3 separate regions of the Sus scrofa genome follow, and all the other regions are linked to region 2. The links are chromatin contacts, called in public Hi-C and HiChIP or PLAC-seq maps. All regions are on one chromosome and are shown on one strand. Each heading gives the region's core, a stretch centred on a gene start, on an enhancer-like site or on the middle of the called end of the contact. The rest is flanking DNA. Distances are from core to core; before and after follow the strand shown.

Evidence for each region. Hi-C and Micro-C count contacts between places; a contact is called where the count stands out from the background. HiChIP or PLAC-seq counts read pairs in DNA pulled down with a chosen protein or histone mark.
Region 1: a contact with region 2 is called in an H3K27ac HiChIP or PLAC-seq map of skeletal muscle, with 2.3 times the contacts expected there. The contact joins the enhancer-like site here to the promoter of NUDT2 in region 2. A contact is called at or near these places in 2 of 5 promoter capture datasets (fetal skeletal muscle and liver), 11 of 47 Hi-C or Micro-C datasets (embryonic fibroblasts, fetal heart ventricle, fetal skeletal muscle and 5 more) and 1 of 2 datasets of contacts at active chromatin or transcription factors (skeletal muscle).
Region 3: a Hi-C map of skeletal muscle shows a contact between it and region 2, with 3 times the contacts expected there. The contact joins the promoter of ENHO here to the promoter of NUDT2 in region 2. A contact is called at or near these places in 3 of 47 Hi-C or Micro-C datasets (heart right ventricle, liver and skeletal muscle).

The regions. Positions count from the first base shown.
Region 1 is chr10:32,294,252-32,296,951 of Sscrofa11.1, reverse strand. DNAI1 (dynein intermediate chain 1, axonemal) reads left to right here. Exons shown (of 20, transcript XM_021064678.1): 12 at 63-106. It overlaps LOC110255674 (a long non-coding RNA gene), which reads right to left. Exons shown (of 3, transcript XR_002336316.1): 2 at 2,001-2,229; 3 at 1-630. Among named protein-coding and RNA genes, the nearest start is that of ENHO, 22 kb to the right of the region's middle. Within about 2 kb of position 1,326, at least 36 of the 83 cell types and tissues checked have an H3K27ac peak or open chromatin away from gene starts, as enhancers often do. A contact at or near this core is called in embryonic fibroblasts, fetal skeletal muscle and skeletal muscle, where this site is marked.
Region 2 is chr10:32,465,400-32,468,100 of Sscrofa11.1, reverse strand. NUDT2 (nudix hydrolase 2) reads left to right here and starts at 1,266. Exons shown (of 4, transcript NM_214309.2): 1 at 1,266-1,349. All of the region lies in intron 2 of KIF24 (kinesin-like protein KIF24), which reads right to left.
Region 3 is chr10:32,271,814-32,274,513 of Sscrofa11.1, reverse strand. It overlaps ENHO (energy homeostasis associated), which reads right to left and starts at 1,378. Exons shown (of 2, transcript NM_001164858.2): 1 at 1,173-1,378; 2 at 1-215. The coding sequence starts at 54.

The sequences.
Region 1 (2,700 bases), core at 77-2,576, 170 kb after region 2:
CCAGTGTTCACGGGAGAGCCATGTCCATTTCCTGAGCCAATGGGTTCTTATTTCCTTTGCAGGAATCCAAAGTATAATGATCTGTTTGCAGTGGGATATGGCTCCTGTAAGTAATCTGGCTATTTGTTCCTTTGCCCACTCAACTAGCAAACACCAAGTACCTACTCAGTGCAGAGCTCTAGGCCAGATGTGAAAGATACAAAGATGCCTAAGATCTAGTCACTGCCCTCAGGGTGCTCCCAGTCTAATGGAAAAGACCCACCATCCTACTGGCAATTAGTGCTGGGTGAAGGGCTATGCCAAAACGAGCCTCAAAGGAATTATTGTGGCAGAGAAAGAGAGGGCAGAGGACTTCCTGCATAGGGAGCAGCATATGCAACGGCCAGTGGGAGGCATGAGAGACACAGGAGGAAATGAAGCTGAGGAGGGGGGCGGGCAAGAAGTTGGGCCTCTCTCCCGAGGGGAAACCACTGAAGGGATTCAAGAAGCACTGGGACCCAACCACTGCTGCGGTGGGGTGGGGGGACTGGTGAGACATCCCAAGGAGAGACGAAAAGGATCTGAGCCACCAGCATGGCGCGGGGCTGGAGCAGTGGGTTTGAGAAGCCGAGAAGGTAGACTGGACCCGACCTGGGGAGGAAAGGACGGGGCTGAAGGGTAGAGTTTCCCCAGCAGGCCGGGCTGGAGGCGGTGTTGGTGCTCATCACTGCCCCTGAACCCCAGGAGGCCACCGCCCTGGGATGTTCCCTCCCGCCAGTTACCCTCCCCCCACAGCAGGGGGCAGCACTGTGGAGACCTTGGGGCAGTTGGCTTTCCTTCTGTTCCCCGGTCGCCCGCAGAAGCCCCTGCCTCCGCACTGGCCTGGACGTTCCCGCTTCCTAACGGGAGAGGGCCTCATGCTTCGCGGTAGCTGCCGCTCCGCAGGCTAACGGCGTGTTTTCTGGCTGGGAGGCTTAGCTTCTGCGAGCCGCAGAGCCTTCCCCTTCTCCAAGCTGCTGCTGCTGGCTGGCAGGCGCATGGGCTCCTGGTCTCTGCCCCCTCAGGCCGCCTGTCCGCCCAGCCCATTCTTTGAGCGGAGGTGGGGGAAGGAAGGGGGGGGCGCGGAGGAGCTGGTGTTTGTCATTCCTCTCAGGGAGGAGCCCTTGGAGCTGCTCCCAGTCCCGTGGTCAGGGCTGCCTTTGAGGATGCCCTAAATGCCCGCTTTGTGTCCCCACTCCCGAGGATGGGCTGCTGCCAAGTGGGGAGCACCCGCCCCCGCTGGCAGGGAGCACGAACATTCCTCCCCCCTCTGCTGCAGCTACTGGGCCTGGAACAGGGCCGGGACCAAGCAGGCCCTCCCAGGAGTGGGTGTGGAGCCCTCTATGAGGCTGCTCTCCGCCCAGGCTCTCTGCCCAGGACCGAGCATGGGGGAGGGGGCTCCCCAGCAGGTGGGAGGAGAAACCGCTTCAGCTCTAGCCTCACCCAGGGCCAGAAGGGGGGCTCAGCCAGTTGGGGGGTCATGTAGAGATTGCCCATGGGGGCAGGCTTAGCCCTAAGCAGCAGAGAAGACCAACCCCTCCCCCCCCCCAGGAATTGATGGCTGTGAGCCGGGCAAGCCCAGCAGCCTCCTTTGGGCAGGCAGGCACCAGGGAAGGGCCCTTTGTCCTTTGTTGGCCACATCCACGTGCCTGGGTGGCACCACTATGGGTTGCAGACCTTCCGGCTAGGGAGGTCACTTCCCAGTGGTGTGACCTGGGGCCAGAAGCTGCTGAGACCCTGTTTTTTTTTTTTTTTTTTTTTCTTTGCCCTGGTGACAGAGAGGCTGATGCCCATCGGCCCTCCATCTCAGGGCTGTTAGGAGACACGTGCCCTGTAAGCTGTAGGAATCACCCACACATAAAGCACAACCATTGACGATTTGTCTGTCATTCTGTCTCCTAGCTTTCCTGCCGGACCTTCAGGTGGCCTGAGCAGAGAGAGGGGGCTGTGGGGACAGAGAGGAACTCAGACGAGGCCCCTACCTTTTCTTAGAGAGTGGGGCCAGTGGTGGCACCAGCATCGGCTGCCACTGGCACGGGAGCTGTTGACCAGCTTTGCAATGGGCGTCTCTTCTCCAGAGCCTTGCGCATCTCAGCACCACGCTGCAGGGTCCCGGATAGAGCCAGGGTGCACTGGAACTCACAAGGCCCTTGCATTCACTCCAGAGGTCGCCTCTGGGAGTCCCATGCCCTTGAATGCCCAGGAGCCTCCCTGGAAGAAAGAGGGCAAAGCTGAAGTAGGCAAAGGTACCCTAGCTACTGGACCAGGTCACTGTGCAGAGAAGCTGGCACCCCAGCATCCATCACACGCTCTGTGCAAACTCCCAGATGCCAACCTCCCACCATAAGCATCAGCCTCCTGTGGACAGAACCTCAAGTGAGAATTTGAGTTTGTTGTTTGGGTCTGACCACGAATGAGCTCAGCCCAGGACTCCTTTTGCCTGGAATTCCCAGATGTTTATTCTCTGACTCAGTCAAATAAGACCTGGGCAGGGGAAGGCAGGGACCCTCGGAAGGACTGGGGCCCATCCCGCATTTGGGTAGAAGGCCCATTAGCTGGAGCCAGGCCAGGAGCAAGCAGGTGGGGAAAAGTATCTGGGCCACTGCCTGCAACGGCATAGAAGCAGTTGCACCTGCCTCCCCTCATGCTGCTGGGCGCCAGGTGGTGGGCGTGTCAGGCTGT
Region 2 (2,701 bases), core at 17-2,516:
GAGCCTCGTCTGCAACCTACACCATAGCTCACGACAATGCCAGATCCTTAACCCACTGAGCAAGGCCAGGGATCGAACATGCAACCTTATGGTTCCTAGTCTGATTCGTTAACCACTGAGCCACGACGGGAACTCCAGAATGGTGGGGGTTTTTTTTGTTTTTTTGTTTTTTGTTTTTTGTTTTTTTTAATAAAGGCTAATAGAAAGTCTGATAAAATACACTGGGAGACCAAGACTAAAAACCACAAGACGGAAAGGAAGAATTGTAGCAAGTAATCCAAAAGTTTTCCCTTTCACAAAGAGTGGAAAGGCCAACCGTGAACTTTCAGGTTCTGCTGAATATGAGATTACGATGTCCTCCCCCATACCCATAAAAATAAAAAATAATCTCTGTATGGAAGGAAAAATGCGGCAGGGAATAGAGAGGAATTCAACCTATCTGAGGTGAATTAAATTTAACTCAACAAATATTTCTTGAAAAATCTACATATGTAAAGTTGCTTGCCTTGCCTCAAAGACCTCTGAATTAGATGGGACAAGAGAGGAAACGGGGGTTCGCGGAAGTACACAAATAACCTAAGGCGGAACAAAAATGCTCTAAGAGAGGTTCCAGTTAGGGTTAAGGGTTCAAAGCAAGAGACTCAGAAAAGGCTTCACAGGAGAAGCCAGGAAAAAGGCGAGTTCGCTGGACGTTCGGACACCCGAGAGAAGCCAATCCCCGGTTCCCTTGCAACCACCCGCCTCCTCACGCGCTCGGCGGGCGCCCTGCGGACCTTCTCCCGCGGGGCAGGCACCAAGGCTCCCGACCAGGCCACCCCGCCCCGGTGTTCCCTCGCCATTTCTCACCTCGGAGGCTTCCAAATTCCTCCTCGGTCAACCCTGTCTGAGGACAAGAGAAGACAACACCGAAAGGTGAGAGCCCCTAGGCGGGCGACCGACGCGCACTGTCAGCTCCGGAGCTAGAGACTGCGGCCAGGCCGCATCCCTATGGCAACGCCGCCAAGCGCTGGTTCGAACGCCCGCGCCGACGCCCGCGCGCCGGCAGTCCCGCACATTCCACCAATGGGCATCCAGGGTACTCGGGAACGTGAGCCGCCCTCTCCTCTAGAAGACCAATCAGGACCCGATGAAGCAGTGGGCGTATCCCTCAATTTCCGCTTTTCAACCAATGGTTCCGCGTAAGTGAAAATCTCGCGATGTTCTGAAAGAGAAAACTGGAGCCTTTGAGGCGGGTTCCCATCTTTTTGCCCCAGAGCTGTTGGTTGCCCAGAGCGCAGCCGAGCTCTCCGGATTGGTGGGTGCACCCCAGTCTCTGTCCAGGGCCCGCCTTCTGCCTTTTTCTGCTTCGGGTGAGTAGCCTTAGAGAGGGATCCTTGGCTTTAGTTCTCCGCGGAGAAACTGAGGCTCAGGGCAATGAGAACCTGCAGCTGAATAACTTCCTGTGGCTGCACGGTCAAAGATGGACGTGCTCTCCTCCAAGCTGACAGTGTGGCGTGTGCAGGCCAGGCCCCCGCAGTTCGCAGGATCTCAGTTTTCTTATATGCGCAGGGAGAAGGGAGAGATCAATGGCCCCGCGAGCCTTGCTTAGCCTCATGTAAATGGTGATCGAGTGGGTCTTCAGAATCCCGGAGTTCTGTGTTTAGGGCCCAGCGATCCGAGCGCCATACCTTCTCCTCCCTGGACCTCAGTTTTAACTTTGTTGTTACCCTTTAAACCCTGCCTACTTTCCAAAAGAGGTTTTATATTTTCTAATTACTTCATTTATTGAATCGATAATATTGTAATTATAGCAGAAGTAAAGTCACCCGAGAGTCCCACTACCTAAAACATAACTTACTGGAGTTTTTTTGTGGCTCAGCGGGTTAAGGATCCGCTTTGTTACTGCAGAGGCTTGGGTCACTGCTGTGGCGCGGGTTTCATCTCCAGCCCGGAATTTTCATATGCCAAAGGGCACAGCCAAAACAAAATAGAACAGAAAACTTCCTTTTTCCCTTGTGGCCTGTTTCGTACTCTGTGTATTTGTTATATTTCCTAAGGAAAAAAAATATATATGTTCGAATACCTACGTATACACATATAAATGGCAGATTAAAATAAAATGGTAAATTAAAATTAAAACTCAATGCAATGGAATAGCCAAATGCAGCTAGTATAGAGCAAGGTTGGGAACGATGTTGGGAGATAGGCAGATCTACCTTTTTTTTTTTTTTTTTTTTTTTTTTGCTTTTTAGGGCCGCAGCTTCGGCATATAGAGATTCCCAGGCTAGGGGCCCAATCGGAGCTGTAGCTGCCAGGCCTACACCACAAGCACTGCAATGCCAGATCTGAGCCGCATCTGCCACTTAAACCACAGCTTACGGCAACGCGGGATTCTTAACCCGCTGAGCAAGGCCAGGGATCAAACCTGAATCCTCATGGATGCTAGTCAAACTCGTTAACCGCTGAGCCACGACGGGAACTCCGCAGATCAACTTTTAAGTCACTATCCAGACGTACCTCTGGGCTATAGTTTCCTTTTAGCTCTCCGGAAAACTGACAGTAGCTCCATGTAGGGTTGTGGTGAAGACTAAGTGAAATAATGAAGGCAAAGCACTTGGCACAGTGCCTGACAAGTACTAATTCTTCAAAAAGTGGTAGCTATTATCTTCATAAGAGAAACAAGAAAATATACTAGCTGATGGGGCCATTAGATTTATTGTAA
Region 3 (2,700 bases), core at 129-2,628, 190 kb after region 2:
GAGGCCGTTGCAGATGATGGCGATGAGGGCCCCCTGGGAGATGGCTGCCCCCATGACGGGCAGCACCCTCAGACAAGCACAGACCCAGGAGCTGCCCCGATGGCGAGGCCCATGCCGAGGCGGGACTCCGGGGTAGCCGGCCTTCCAGGGAGGCTGTCTGGTCCACACACTCAATGATTCCTGGACAGTGGAGACGTCCACCTGCAGTCCTGAGCCTGTGGGGGGATTGGGGGTGGGGGGGACAGAGCAAAGGCAAGGGTGGTGAGGAGGAAGGGACAGGGTGAGGCCTAGGAAAAGAGGGGTAGAGAGGAGAGCCCCCTCCCACATCTCTGGCCTCCCAGCAGGTCCCCTAGAGCCAACACCTGGCTCTGGGCACCTGGATGGGGGCGTGGCCACAGTGGGGAAGCTGGAGTAGGCAGCCTGTATCTCATTCTCCTTTGACCCTGTGGGCATGGCCTGGCCCTGCCCCCTGAGCATCCAGCCCACAAAAGCACCGCGTGAGTGTGTGGGATTGAGGAAGCCCAAGGCCTCCAAGGGTGGGTACTGTGACCAGCTTCGGTGTGGCCTGGGCGCCTCCCACCTCTCTGGACGCTAGCCAAGCAGCCCAGGAGACCTCCAGGGGCGCCAGCTCACACAGAGGGAACTTTGTGGAGGCCTGGCAGGCATGTATGGATCTGTGTATCCAAGACTAGGTACCTAGGTGCTCCGCTCCCTAAGGCTGTCTCTCCAGGTCAGGTGCGTGTGTCTGTATGTCTGGCTCTTATTCTGTCCCTTGGTTCCCTTGTCTGGATGTGCGCCTCTGCCTCTGTATACCTGTCTCTCTAGGTGGCTCTCTTTATACGTTTCTCTGTGTGTCCCCATCTCTTAGTGTCTGAGTGTCTTGTTTCTCTCCCAGTCTCTTTGTGTATCTCTGTAAGTCTCTGTCCATCTCTTTCTCCCTGTCTGTGTATGGATCTCTTGTATCTCTCCCCCTCTTTCCTCCCCGCTGTGTGTCCATCTGTCCCTGTGGACGTGTCTCTCTCCTCTCCGTAGGGTCTGTCTCTGTAGTTCTGTGCGTCTCCTGTATGTCTGTCTTTGTGTCTGTCTCTCTTTCTCCCCGGCTGTGTCTCTGTGGGGGAGTCCGTGTTTCTTTATCTCACGTCCCCGTGCCTGTGATGGAGGGCCCCTCTTACCTGAGTTGAGCCCGGTGCGCGCCCGCGGGAAGGTCTGGGGCAGCGGGATGCTGGGCGCCGATTGAAGCTGGGAGCCTGCAGGCGGGGGGCAGCAGGAGGCGGGCGGGGGTGACGTCCCCTCCCCCGGCCCTCCCCCTCGCCGTACAGCCTCCGCCGGCCGCTCCCGCCGCGGCGCGACCGGGGCGGCCTCTGCCGCGGGCGGTCTGCGGCGAGCGGGCACCTCCTCCCCCTGGGGCGGCGCCTCCTCCGCGGCCGTGGCCGCTCGCTCGCACGGCGGCGCTCGGGCGGCGGCGGCAGCAGTCTGGGCGCGGGATTCGGCTGGGCTCGGCTAAGTTCGGCAAGGTTCGGCTGGGCTCGGCTGGTCTCTCGGCTGGGCTCGGCCAGGCTCGGCCGGCAGCAAAAACAGCGAAGAGTCCCGCCTCTTGGGAGGCCAGCGGCCGGCAGCCTGTTGGAGGCGGAGCCATCCCCTCGCCGCTGCCGCCATTCAATTGGCTGGCCGTGCCAGGATCCCTTGCCATTGGTGGTGCGCTGGGCGAAGACTGGCCCACCCCTCGTGCAGGAGGGGGCGGAGAAGGGAAGAGGACTGAAGGGGCTACTTCGGCTGTATTCCTCCCCAGGGAAAGGGGTGGGGGCGAGGCCCACCTACTTGCCGGGGTTTCTTGCACCTTCCACACAAGATCTGCGCAATATTTCAACAAGGCCAAAGCCTCTGTGTTCCTCTACTTCAGAAGACCGCTCTTCAATATCTTTGAGAGGTCTCTGCTCCCGTCATCTGGAGGAAGGCTCTGGGACCCCACATCTGGGAGGAGACAGAACCTCCTGGTCTTGGAAGACCCCTCTGCTCACGGACGTGCACTCCCACTCCCCACTTCAAAGAGTCTGTAGTTGGCTCCAATATGCCCCGATCCCAGGAGGTGTGAGCAGCCGTGCCAGCATAAGTTGTCCGGACACATCTGTTGAGTTCCAACCCAGTGTTGGTCACAGACTTGTACTTTGTTCTGCTGTAGGGGAGCCTAGGACAGAGAGGAATGAGGCTATTCTGAGGGATGGCTCAGCCCTGGCTGGAATGGGACCAGTCATGACTACATCCATCCTAGAAGCTCTCCTAAGAGGAGCTTGGGCAGGAGCCATCAGGCAGACCTTCCTATCCTACCTCATATGCCAGTGATTCCTAGTGTTCTGAATGGACCCTTTTCTCATTCCCCTTGACTGTTCTCCATGGATAAGCACATGAAGTCTCTCGGTTCTCTCAAATCTAGCATTAATTTATCTCTGGAATTCTAGATACAGATCCAAATGCCTACCAGAATTAGGGTGGTGTCGGAGTTCCCTTTGTGGTGCAGCAGAAACGAAGGGACTAGGAACCATGAGGTTTCGGCCCTGGCCTTGCTCAGTGGGTTAAGGATCCCGTGCTGCCGTTGCCCTGAGCTGTGGTGTAGGTCGCAGACACACCTCGGATCTGGTGTTGCTGCGGCTGTGGCTTAGGCCGGCAGCTGTAGCTCCGATTTGACCAGTAGCCTGGGAACTT